2 separate regions of the Mus musculus genome follow, and region 2 is linked to region 1. Evidence: chromatin contacts called from public Hi-C data. All regions are on one chromosome and are shown on one strand. The core of a region is the stretch at or near the end of the contact, and the rest is flanking DNA. Distances in the headings are between cores, read along the strand shown.

Region 1 (4,989 bases), core at 1,139-3,638:
CCATCAGGTTTTTGGTGTTTTTCTCTCTATGGAGTCCTGACAAATGTAGTTCAATTATGCAATTCAAAGTGGACCAATATCAGTATGTCATTAGCAAAGATTCTTTTATCATGTTTGTTTTAATGTAACATCTTTTCTTTTGTGTCTGTTTTAGCTAAAAGTTCTTTTATGAGTCTTAGTCTTTTACCTATGTCCACTCTAGTTAACCTCTTTTTATGTGTTTGTCCCAGTAAAACAGCATCTAACTGACTTTATAAAAAGATCTTTAAGGTTTTATTTCAGTAGCCTTTGGGATTATCTAGCTTCTCTGAAGTATTAGTTTGCTCTCTCTCTCTCTCTCTCTCTCTCTCTCTCTCTCTCTCTCTCTCTCTGTGTGTGTGTGTGTGTGTGTGTTTCATGATTATGTCTGAAGAGGTGAGCTCTCAGCTTCCTACTTCTGTCACCATGCCTGTCACTTTCTGTCATGCCTCCCCACCATGGTGGATTTTTATCCTTCTGAAACAGTAATCAAAGTCAATTCTTCCACAATTTGATTTTGGTCAGGGTGTTTTATTAAAGCAACAGAAAATTAACTAAGATGGGTCTATGCAGCATGTTGTTTCTAACTTGTGAGTGTAGAGTATTGAAAATGAGTTCTCTTTGCTTTTTTAGTCCAAGACTCTGCCTTGGATGTATCATCATCTCTGGACATGATCTTATATGGATTATATTTTCTTAGTTGCTAGCTGTATGCTGATTGACCCACTAAATAGAAAGATCAAAGAGATGAGCTTTAAAAGGTGCTGTAGTTATTAGACATTCTTTGTCAGCTGTACTGCCTTGGACCCTGCTGTAGTTAACAGAGAGAGAAAACAACAGCTCTTGCTTTGATATGGTCAATGTGTGACAGCAAAATGTTTATCTTAGTTATATTCCCAAAGAAATATGTTGAGATTAGCTTATCAATATGGGAGGCTATTGTACAACAAAAGTTTCCCTGAACAGGAGCTACATACACATCTTCTCATGTCAGATAGGGAACCCATGACAGACCAAAGTACAGATAGAACCAACGTTGGTGAACCCATGAGTTTCATTGGTGTTACTTACAGGAATTTTGGTGATAGATTACTTATAGGAGCAAACATGTCCTCAGAGACAGCAACACTACCAAAATTCCACCTCAGCATGGGTGACAACTCACAAAGCTGAGAACCTGGAGAACATTGCAAAGTCCACAGGGACCTCAACAGATTGGAGAGTGTCTTTTCCAAGAGATTCTGGTCTTAAACCATTTTTAGGTAGCTCAGCTTATCTTTCCTTCTTCCAGGCAGGTGGCTTGGTTTGGGAATCTTCTTTGTAACCATTGTCCTCTAAGAGACTTCTTTGTAGCTTGGCTTGTTTAGGAGTCTTCTTTTCAGGTTGGTTGTGAGTGACTCTCAGCAGCTTTATTTATTGCTTAATCTGGGATGGAGAAGTCTGGTAAATCTGGTCAGTTTCAGGGACTTCCTCAAGCATTTTTTGGAGTTATCTCCTTATTTAAAGAGCTCCTCTATAGGATGGAATATTTCAATCTTGGAGGAAACTCATACAACCAGGGTCACAGAAACATTGCTGCAAGCAGGGATGGGGGTGGAGCACAAAAGAGACAGTCAATATAAGGTACTCTTTAAAAGTCAGTTAAATTCCTCATTTATAATTATGTTCTGCTATGTGCCCACCCACAAAATAGATATCACTTGACATTGATTCATGATAACTCTTGGAGTTACAAATTTAAAGAAGCTGTTATTTAAGGCCTAAAGTTGGTTTGGTAGCCCCAGGCCATGCCTGTGGCAAAGACATATGTATATGCCATTGGCAGTTTGACTTGTATGGATTAACATGGTAAGGGAATCAAAGAGTAAGGGAGTGGAGCACTGGCAGTATCTGTCATGTAAGTGGAGATCTTCCCACTGGCATTTCTAAATCATCAACACACTGTATAGAATGTGACTATGGCAGGAAATCTATGAAGCCAGTTTATGTTTCTCTCCTCTGTAGGCTGTGCCATTTTCCTTTATTCTACTTTCCTTTCATCCCTTTATTTCATTCTTGATTCAGTGTTCCCTCTTCTTTCCCACCTCTTTCTGACATATCTGGACTGTGCACAATTCCTTTCCCCCTTTGCTTTTTCTCAAATGGAGCCCCTCGCCTTCTGAGTCTCCTCTCAGAACAAACACTATTATGATGGATGATAACATGATTAGTATTGCAGTGATGATAACATTTGTTGACTTAATGCTCCACTGGTCACTGCTCCTGGCTGTCACAAAGACAGCTGAGGAGCCACTAAGTCAGGATAATGAGTAATCAAAACTGAAGGGCTCTTTTCAGCCTGGCTTCCCTCTGCCTAGGCGATGGTTGGCCCCGCGTGGCTCTGCTCTGGATCCGTGCCACTCTGCCTCATCTAGTTGGCACTGCCTGGAGGTACACAGCCTTTTGTGTCAGATGAAACTGATGATTATTCCTAGCTAGAAGTATGAGATTCCTGAGTGATTAGGACACTGAGGTCCAAGTTCATATATAATGCTTCTTTATCTAGGCTTCTTGATCCTCATTTTACTTTTAAGTCCATGACTCCTGTTAAGATGCCCTTGAATTTAATTTTCGCCCTTGAATTGGGGCCTCATTAGCAGAAGTAGGTCAGTAGACACAGGCTTTTCATGGTTTCACCAACCATTGTTTTGGGGAGTACTTTCTCTACTTCCTGGTCTGCATCTATGTGAAGCCATTAGCATCTTGTCATATCAGTTTGCTCAAGAACTCTGACCCTGCTTAGAATTTTCCTTTGTGTTGCTACCTTATGAATGTAGGAAAAGCCCAACAGGACCAGTCCTCACATAAGTGAAGATACTATAATGTGATCTCAGAGGTACTAGAGCATCACACATATAGTGATCATTTTCCAATGCCTGAAAATTTCTTAATAAGAAAAAAATTCCATTCATGTCATAATAAATGGATAAAGATAGAAAGAGAAAGTGTTTTCCTTGAATCTTAGTAGAGATGAAGATTTTGAAGTGTTTGGATTGATGAGGAGTCTTAAAGTTGGACTGAGTAGATTTTGCATTATAAGGTGGCCACAGCCTTTGAGGGATAGGGTTGGAATGCTGATTTCAACCTGAAATAGCCTCCAGAGCAGTGGTTTTCAACATGTGGATTGCAATCCCCTTGAGGGCTGCATAACAGATATCCTACATATCAGATATTTACATACATAACAGTGACATACTGTATTGTGTGAAGTACAATGTACTTCATAACTCAACAGAAATAATTTTATGTTCAGGGTCACTATAACAGGAGGAACTGTATTCAAAGGTTGAAGCATTAGGAAGGTTGAGAATCATTGCTCTGCATGGTTATGCTTCGGGTGCTTGATCCTCAGCTTAAGCTGCTGTTCTGAAAAGCCTTTAGGAATTGGGGCCTCATTAGCAGAAGTAGGTCAGTAGACACAGGCTTTTCATGGTTTCACCAACCATTGTTTTGGGGAGTACTTTCTCTACTTCCTGGTCTGCATCTATGTGAAGCCATTAGCATCTGCTCCCACTACCACAGCGTCACTCTGCTTTCCCTGCCATGATGAACTGTGTACTTCTAAAATCGTGAGCTAGAATAAATCTTTCCTTCCAGAAGTTGCTTCTTTCAGGTATGTTGTCATAGAGATGATAAAAATTATGACCATGTGGTATTATTCCCAGCTAGGGTATAGAGAATGCAATGCCTTTTTTTGTAAAGTTCTATTGCTGTAGTTTTGGGGGCTAGTGATTGGTTTACTTCTATATCCTTAGCTTGCTGAGAAGCAGTCATGAGTTCTTTCTACACTCTTCCACAAAGTGTAGCTACTTCTTGATATTGTCTAACACACCAGGAACCAATCAGTTCCATCCCCACTCTGCTGTGCTAGTCTTCAGTTATACACACTCATCCTACATTGTTTGTCATAGAGATTTACTAGATAGTCCTTCTAGAACAATTTTCTTTATTAATAAGGAAACACTGTTCTCTCCTTTGTATGGCATTCCCTAGTACTTGGATAACATTTTGCATGTGTATTTTGCTTTGTTAATGAGACATGTGTTAAGTACCTTTCTAGAAACAGATTTTAAATTTCTCTCATACTTGAAAAACTGCTCCTCCTAATCATAAGCTTTAATTTGGCTAGTACCCAAATTATTCCAGAATCAAAATAATTTTCCATCAAAATGTGGACATTGGTCAGTTACTACTATGACATCTGAGAAGTCTGATGAGATCCTGATTCTTTACAATAATTTTCTCTTGGAGGATTTTAAGCCTTTTCTAGTTGTCTTTGTTAATGTAGCACTGAAAAATAATACACACCATTAATGTTCAGTGTGTGTTCTATATTGTACTTAGGATTCTATGAGCTCTCGCCTTTTGGAATTTCATTTCTTAATTCTGATGAAATGTCCTGTTATTGCCTCTTTACAATTTCTTTACCTAAGTTGGACTTAGAAATTCTTATGAGCCGGGTGTTTTATATCCCAAACTATTGAACTCTATCTCCCTAGGTCCTTCAGTTTACCTGCTGGAGATATTTTCTCATAGTTATATTTGAACCCATTAATTGAGTTTTGAGGTGGTTTTAGTTATCACATTCAATCCACAAATGCTCTTAAGTGTTTTATTATTCCATTGTTGTAACATTCTCATATTGCTGTCCGGATGTAAGCTTTTCTCTTACACTCTCCCATTGTGTTTTTATTATTATGATTTTATTTAAAATTACCTTTTCTTTTTGTGTGCTTGGTTGGAGTCTATCCTGACTCATTTTATGTCACTTGACACAATCTAGAGCCATTTTGAAAGAAGAAACCTTAGTTGAAAAAGAAAATGTTCCTACCAGGTTGGTCTGTCGACAACCCAGTGCTGCATTTTGACTGGTGATTAGTGTGAGAGGGCCCATCCTTAAAATGGGTGTTTTCACTCCTGGGCTGGATGTCC
Region 2 (4,989 bases), core at 1,644-4,143, 270 kb before region 1:
TGCACAGTCCCCGTGAGTGCTAGACTCCGCCAGCCTAGTTGAGTTTGTATTTGTCAGGCAAGCAAGGGGTTAAATGGAGCCACACTAAGGGTATGCACGTGGGTGCACAGGGAGGCCAGGAATGGTGTGGATGAGTGATAGAGGCAGTTGAAGTAGTCCGAATAAGAGCAGCATGTGGGTGGTGGAGAGGGAGAAAGAAAAGCCGGGGAAGGGCTTTAGGGAGGAAAAGCAGTCGCCACCAAGCAGCTAACCGTAGATCATTGGCATGCATTCCTTATCAAATGAGAGCAGGACACAGAGACTGAAATCAAGCTGAGCAGAATTTCTAATAGAACTGGCTGACCTTTCAAACGAAGTACTTAAGTAAAGATGGGCAGCACATGGCAGGACTTTTTACAAGGAGGCAAAAAGTGGGCAGCTCAGAGTTTCAGGTGTACTGTATTTAAACAACACATCTCATTGGTTTTGAGTCAAAATACTTTAAAAGTACCCCTCAAGCCACATTTAGTGCCTCAAGCCTGTAATCGTAGCACTCGAGAGGTCGAGGCAGGAGGACTGGTGGTAGTGTGCAGCCAGCTTGGGCTATATAGTGAATTTCAGGCCAACCTAAATTATACCAGGAGACCCTGTCCCTCCAGGTAACTTTATTTGCTCTGGAATTCTTTTTATCGTCCCAAGTTGAGGGGACTGCATGCTGTTTTGGTAGGAGTTTAATATAAATAGCCAAAGTTTTTTTTACACTGTTATCCTTTGAGAGTTGTTTTATTTTCACATTTCTATAAATATGTTCAGCAACAAGGTTTTTGGAGAGCTCCCCAAGAATTTCGCTTGTGAAAGTCTCCATGAGAATTAAAAACAAGTCCCTGTGGGTTCTCCATAACCGCTAACTTTAAGACTAAAAAGTTACATTAATGAGTTCTCTATAAATCTTCTCTCCGTCGATAAAAAATTCTTTTTGGTATGGTAATTTTGTTTACTTCTCTCAAGAGTCAGTCATAATCAAACTTGACCAGCAGGGGGCGAGCGTTCACAGAAAATGCAAGTAGTCCCTGCTCTGGCTGATTTGCCGGATGGAAGAAACAGGTTTTATTCTGAGGTATTTTCAGTTCAAATTCAAGTTCTAGAACTTTGATTTATTATTAGCTTCTCTTACTTGGGGAGAAGGGAGGAGAGAAAAACAGGTCTGTCTGCTACCCGTGTGTTCTACCCCCAACTTTAGGGAAGGGCTCAGAAACCGCAAGTTTTCAGTAGAGTCAAACAGGCTGGATCGTGCATGAATCTGAGAACACAGGCTCCAGTTTTCCTAAAATGACAAATCGCCTCCCGTTACTCAAGAAATCACAAAAGATTCACACCCACCCTTTCTTCCCCCGAGCTTTGTCCTTCTGCGAGTGATTTGCAGTCCCAGACAAGTATTATATAATGATGAGGCAGAGAAGCCTGAAGCTTAGTCTTACTGCTTCTTTCGCAGAAAAGACATTTAAAAAGAAAAAAAGAAAAACGATTATAACACCATCTTAAATGTTTCCGAGACAAACGTTTCTGCCAAGTGTTGGAAGAGTGGGGCATTAGTGTATTAGTTGTGTCCATTTGCCATGGTCCAAGGGAGCAGTTTGAAGGGAAAGATGGAAAGATACAACTTGCGGGTGAGTGGGAAAGGGCCTGCAGTTCCAGGACATCTGGCTCTGATCCCGGCTGATTTAGCTGGCTGAGTATTCTTGAATTCCTTCCCTTCCTGGTCTTCAGTTTTACAAGCTGCAAATGATGACACAATGCCTTCCAATCTAACATGTTACCCTTCTCTCTAGAATAAATGTAGATGACATTGTTTATTTGACTTCTTTCCAAGAACACAGCAACATTCGACAACCAAGACAACATTGTTCAGGATATTATGGTATTTCAAAAATCCCCAAAGTACTTTGTATTTCACATTTCTGCAAACAGTGTCACTATTTATCAACAATTTCCTTAGTGTTTTTATAGCAATTATTGTCTGAGTAATTCTCTCTGGGGAATCCTAGTTAGGTACTGTGTGGTATGGAAAAGCCTTCAATTTTTTTTTTCTTTTTTTTCTTTTTGCTTCTTTTCTTTCTTTTCTTTTTGGGGGATGGTGGTGGGGAGACAGGGTTTTGCTGAGTAGCTCAGGGTGGTCTTCATGCCTCTACCTCTTGAATGATGTGATTATAGGTCTGTGCTACTCTGTCCCCAGCAGAGCTTTTGATCCCTACGATGCAAGCATCTTTGGGGATTACAGTGAGACTTCAGTGACTTGATGTTAAGCACACAGTAAGCTGGGATATAGGAGCTCTTCAGTACTATTAGTGCTGTTAGTGTTTGTCAGCACTGCTAAAAGATCCAATGCACACAGTTGATTAAAAGGGGTTCATTTTTTTTTAAACCTCAAAGACCAATACAATATTTAGCTCTTTTGTTCACATATTTACTAACTGAGGAACTTCAGAATTTCAAAAAATCTGCAGGGGGATTTTTTTCCCCCCAGAGACACTATCCTGTCTTGGAAAAATCATCTTATTAAGGTGAAATTCTGTGGTTGTTGGCATAGCTTTGCAGCCTACAGGGGCAGTGTGAGGAAGCTTTCATTGTCCAGGCCAGAGAAAACAAAACATGACTGAAAAATGATCAAAATAACAACAGCAGCAGAAATGTAGGCTTAGGTTTAGATCACAGATCTGCCTTTTATTTGCTGTGTGACCTTGGAAATATTGCCCCTTCTATTATTTCTTATGTCTCTTTTAGTGCGTGTTGCTCAGCTGAAGGGAGAAAAGAGAGACTTACTGACAAAAACCAGTGAGAGGCAACACCAATACCACGCAGCTCTGCTAAACTTAGCCCACAGGGTGAAGCAGCCTGATTGAGCATGTGTGTCCCAGGGATGGGGCTTTCTGTTTTTAGCCCTCTGACCATATGCATATGCAAATGCAAAGAAAGCCCTGGTGCCCTGCTCACTGCCTCCAGTACTCAGTTTAAATTGCTGCAGGATGCTTTCTTTAAACACCTGTGACTCTGCCTGACTCCTTCTCTGTCGGAGGGATATGGCTAGCTCATAATCAGAGCAAATTCAGTGTGTGACATTTAATGTTTCTCTTGCCACAACAAAACAGCTTTCAACTGATGCAGGTTCCAGTGTGGGTGAAGAAAAAAAAATTCTCTCTCTCTCTCTTTATTTTTTATTTCTTATTATTTTTTTTGTTTGGGGTTTGGTTTGCCAGTTGGGTAGATTCTGAGTTGTATATCAGGCCTGCCTGGAAAAATGTGACCCCTAGCAGTCATGCAGATTGGATCCATTCTAATGCCCCAGTGTTCTAACAGTTGTCAGAAACATTTGCCTCAGAAACATTTAAGACAGAAAATCATCTTGCTCTCCTCTTCTCATCCCTACTGGTATGGCCGGGGGAATCAGAATTCTGATCATTGTTTGTGTGCCTTCTGGGGTACCCTGCCTAGGGTTCTGTTTCAAAATCAATATGTGATTTTTCTGCACATAGAACATGGGCTATGATGCCATGAAGATCTAGGTCTGAACCTGGGAATCACCAGTTTTCTGCTTTCTAGTTTGGGTCAAATTCTTGAACATATCTAAGACTCAATCTGCATACTCACCAATGAAGCATGAACTGAAATCTAGTCGGCCTGATGGAATAACTGAATTCAGTGAAGTGCCTGCCACATTATCAGCTTAGAGGAACTTCAGCTCTTAAATAAATATTCCCAATCACTCATTTTTTTTTTTGTCTTTTCTACTACCCTCCTAAATGTTTATAGCAGGGTTCTTCTGTGTGCCCTACAGATGTCTCCTGGGGCATCTGTAAGACTCAGAAGAGAACAAGGATTGTCAATAGCCTTCTCATTCCTGTAGCAGCATGTCATTTTCTTCAGCAACTTTAAACTTCACTTAAAAAAAATATGCTGCATATGCAAGGAGAGATGGGAGACAGAGAAAAGAAAAGCCTGCAAAAGTCATCTGTCCCAATTGGACTCTGAACATGATAGGTGTGCAAGTGGGAGCTCGCACAGTGAACAAAGCCAGCATCCAAGTTCCTATTTTTAGAAGCCACAGAAGAGGGGAATATGTACAGCATTTATGTAACACATTTCCAAGTAGCTCCGAAAGGAAGTTTTATATTTAATGGAGTTGTTAACAATTGGGATTAAAAGCTTAAAATAGAAGTAAGAACATGTACCCAAATTGGGGGCATCCTATTGGGTCTGCTGTAGAATATTAAGGTTGGAGAAGCTGTATGCAGAGCTAGGTAATGGGCACAGAAGTGAGCAGAGCCCCGTGTTAAATCTGTCTTTGATTTTGCCCTGTGATTCTTACTGGCTTTCTCTGCCCCATTTATGGGACCACTTCTGTCTCTCCTTTGCAACACCATTCTTTTTTCACCCAGCTGCTTATCTCCTTTTCTTTTTCCCTTAGTAAAATAATGTTTTAACTCCAGTTTTTGCATACATTGCTTCTCTTTCTGCCTTTCAGCTTAACTGTTCTCACATATGAGCTATGCCTTTGTTTAACTCTTTTCTGCTACTGCAAACCTCAGGGAACCTTTACTCAACTGGAAAAGGAAAGAAGGACCACATCCCGGAGGGATTTGGATACCCTGGGATGTGGACCTCCTAGTTTTTGCAGTCTAGAGAAACTGAAGCCATTGAAAGTCTTCCAGCAGAGTGTTTCTTAGGAAGGGTAAGTGACCACTTTGGACAGAAAGAAACTGGCACCCACGTGGTTGTGATTGCTCAGGATCAAGGAAAGCTCTGCAGGTTTAGGACTGTAAAAGAGTACTAATCAGTGATTAATAATAGTAACCAACAACTTAAACTTATTATGAGTCAGGCAACATGGCAGCTACTTAAACCACCAATCCAGTTGACTAGGTATCAATTTATGCTTCATTTCTTTTTAAACTTAGCTTGAAAAGTAACAGGTTTCCCTGTGGGAATTACATGCATAGTCTTTGAGTTGATTCC

The links. A called contact is a pair of places that touch in the nucleus more often than the background predicts.
Region 2: a contact with region 1 is called in a Hi-C map of cerebellum, with 2.6 times the contacts expected there. The contact joins two enhancer-like sites. A contact is called at or near these places in 2 of 484 Hi-C or Micro-C datasets (cerebellum and cerebral cortex) and 1 of 115 datasets of contacts at active chromatin or transcription factors (embryonic stem cells).

The regions. Positions count from the first base shown.
Region 1 is chrX:158,649,825-158,654,813 of GRCm38.p6, reverse strand. No RefSeq gene overlaps it. Among named protein-coding and RNA genes, the nearest start is that of Rps6ka3, 600 kb to the left of the region's middle. Within about 2 kb of position 2,388, at least 10 of the 459 cell types and tissues checked have an H3K27ac peak or open chromatin away from gene starts, as enhancers often do. A contact at or near this core is called in cerebellum, where this site is marked.
Region 2 is chrX:158,918,340-158,923,328 of GRCm38.p6, reverse strand. No RefSeq gene overlaps it. Among named protein-coding and RNA genes, the nearest start is that of Rps6ka3, 330 kb to the left of the region's middle. Within about 2 kb of position 2,893, at least 9 of the 459 cell types and tissues checked have an H3K27ac peak or open chromatin away from gene starts, as enhancers often do. A contact at or near this core is called in cerebellum, where this site is marked.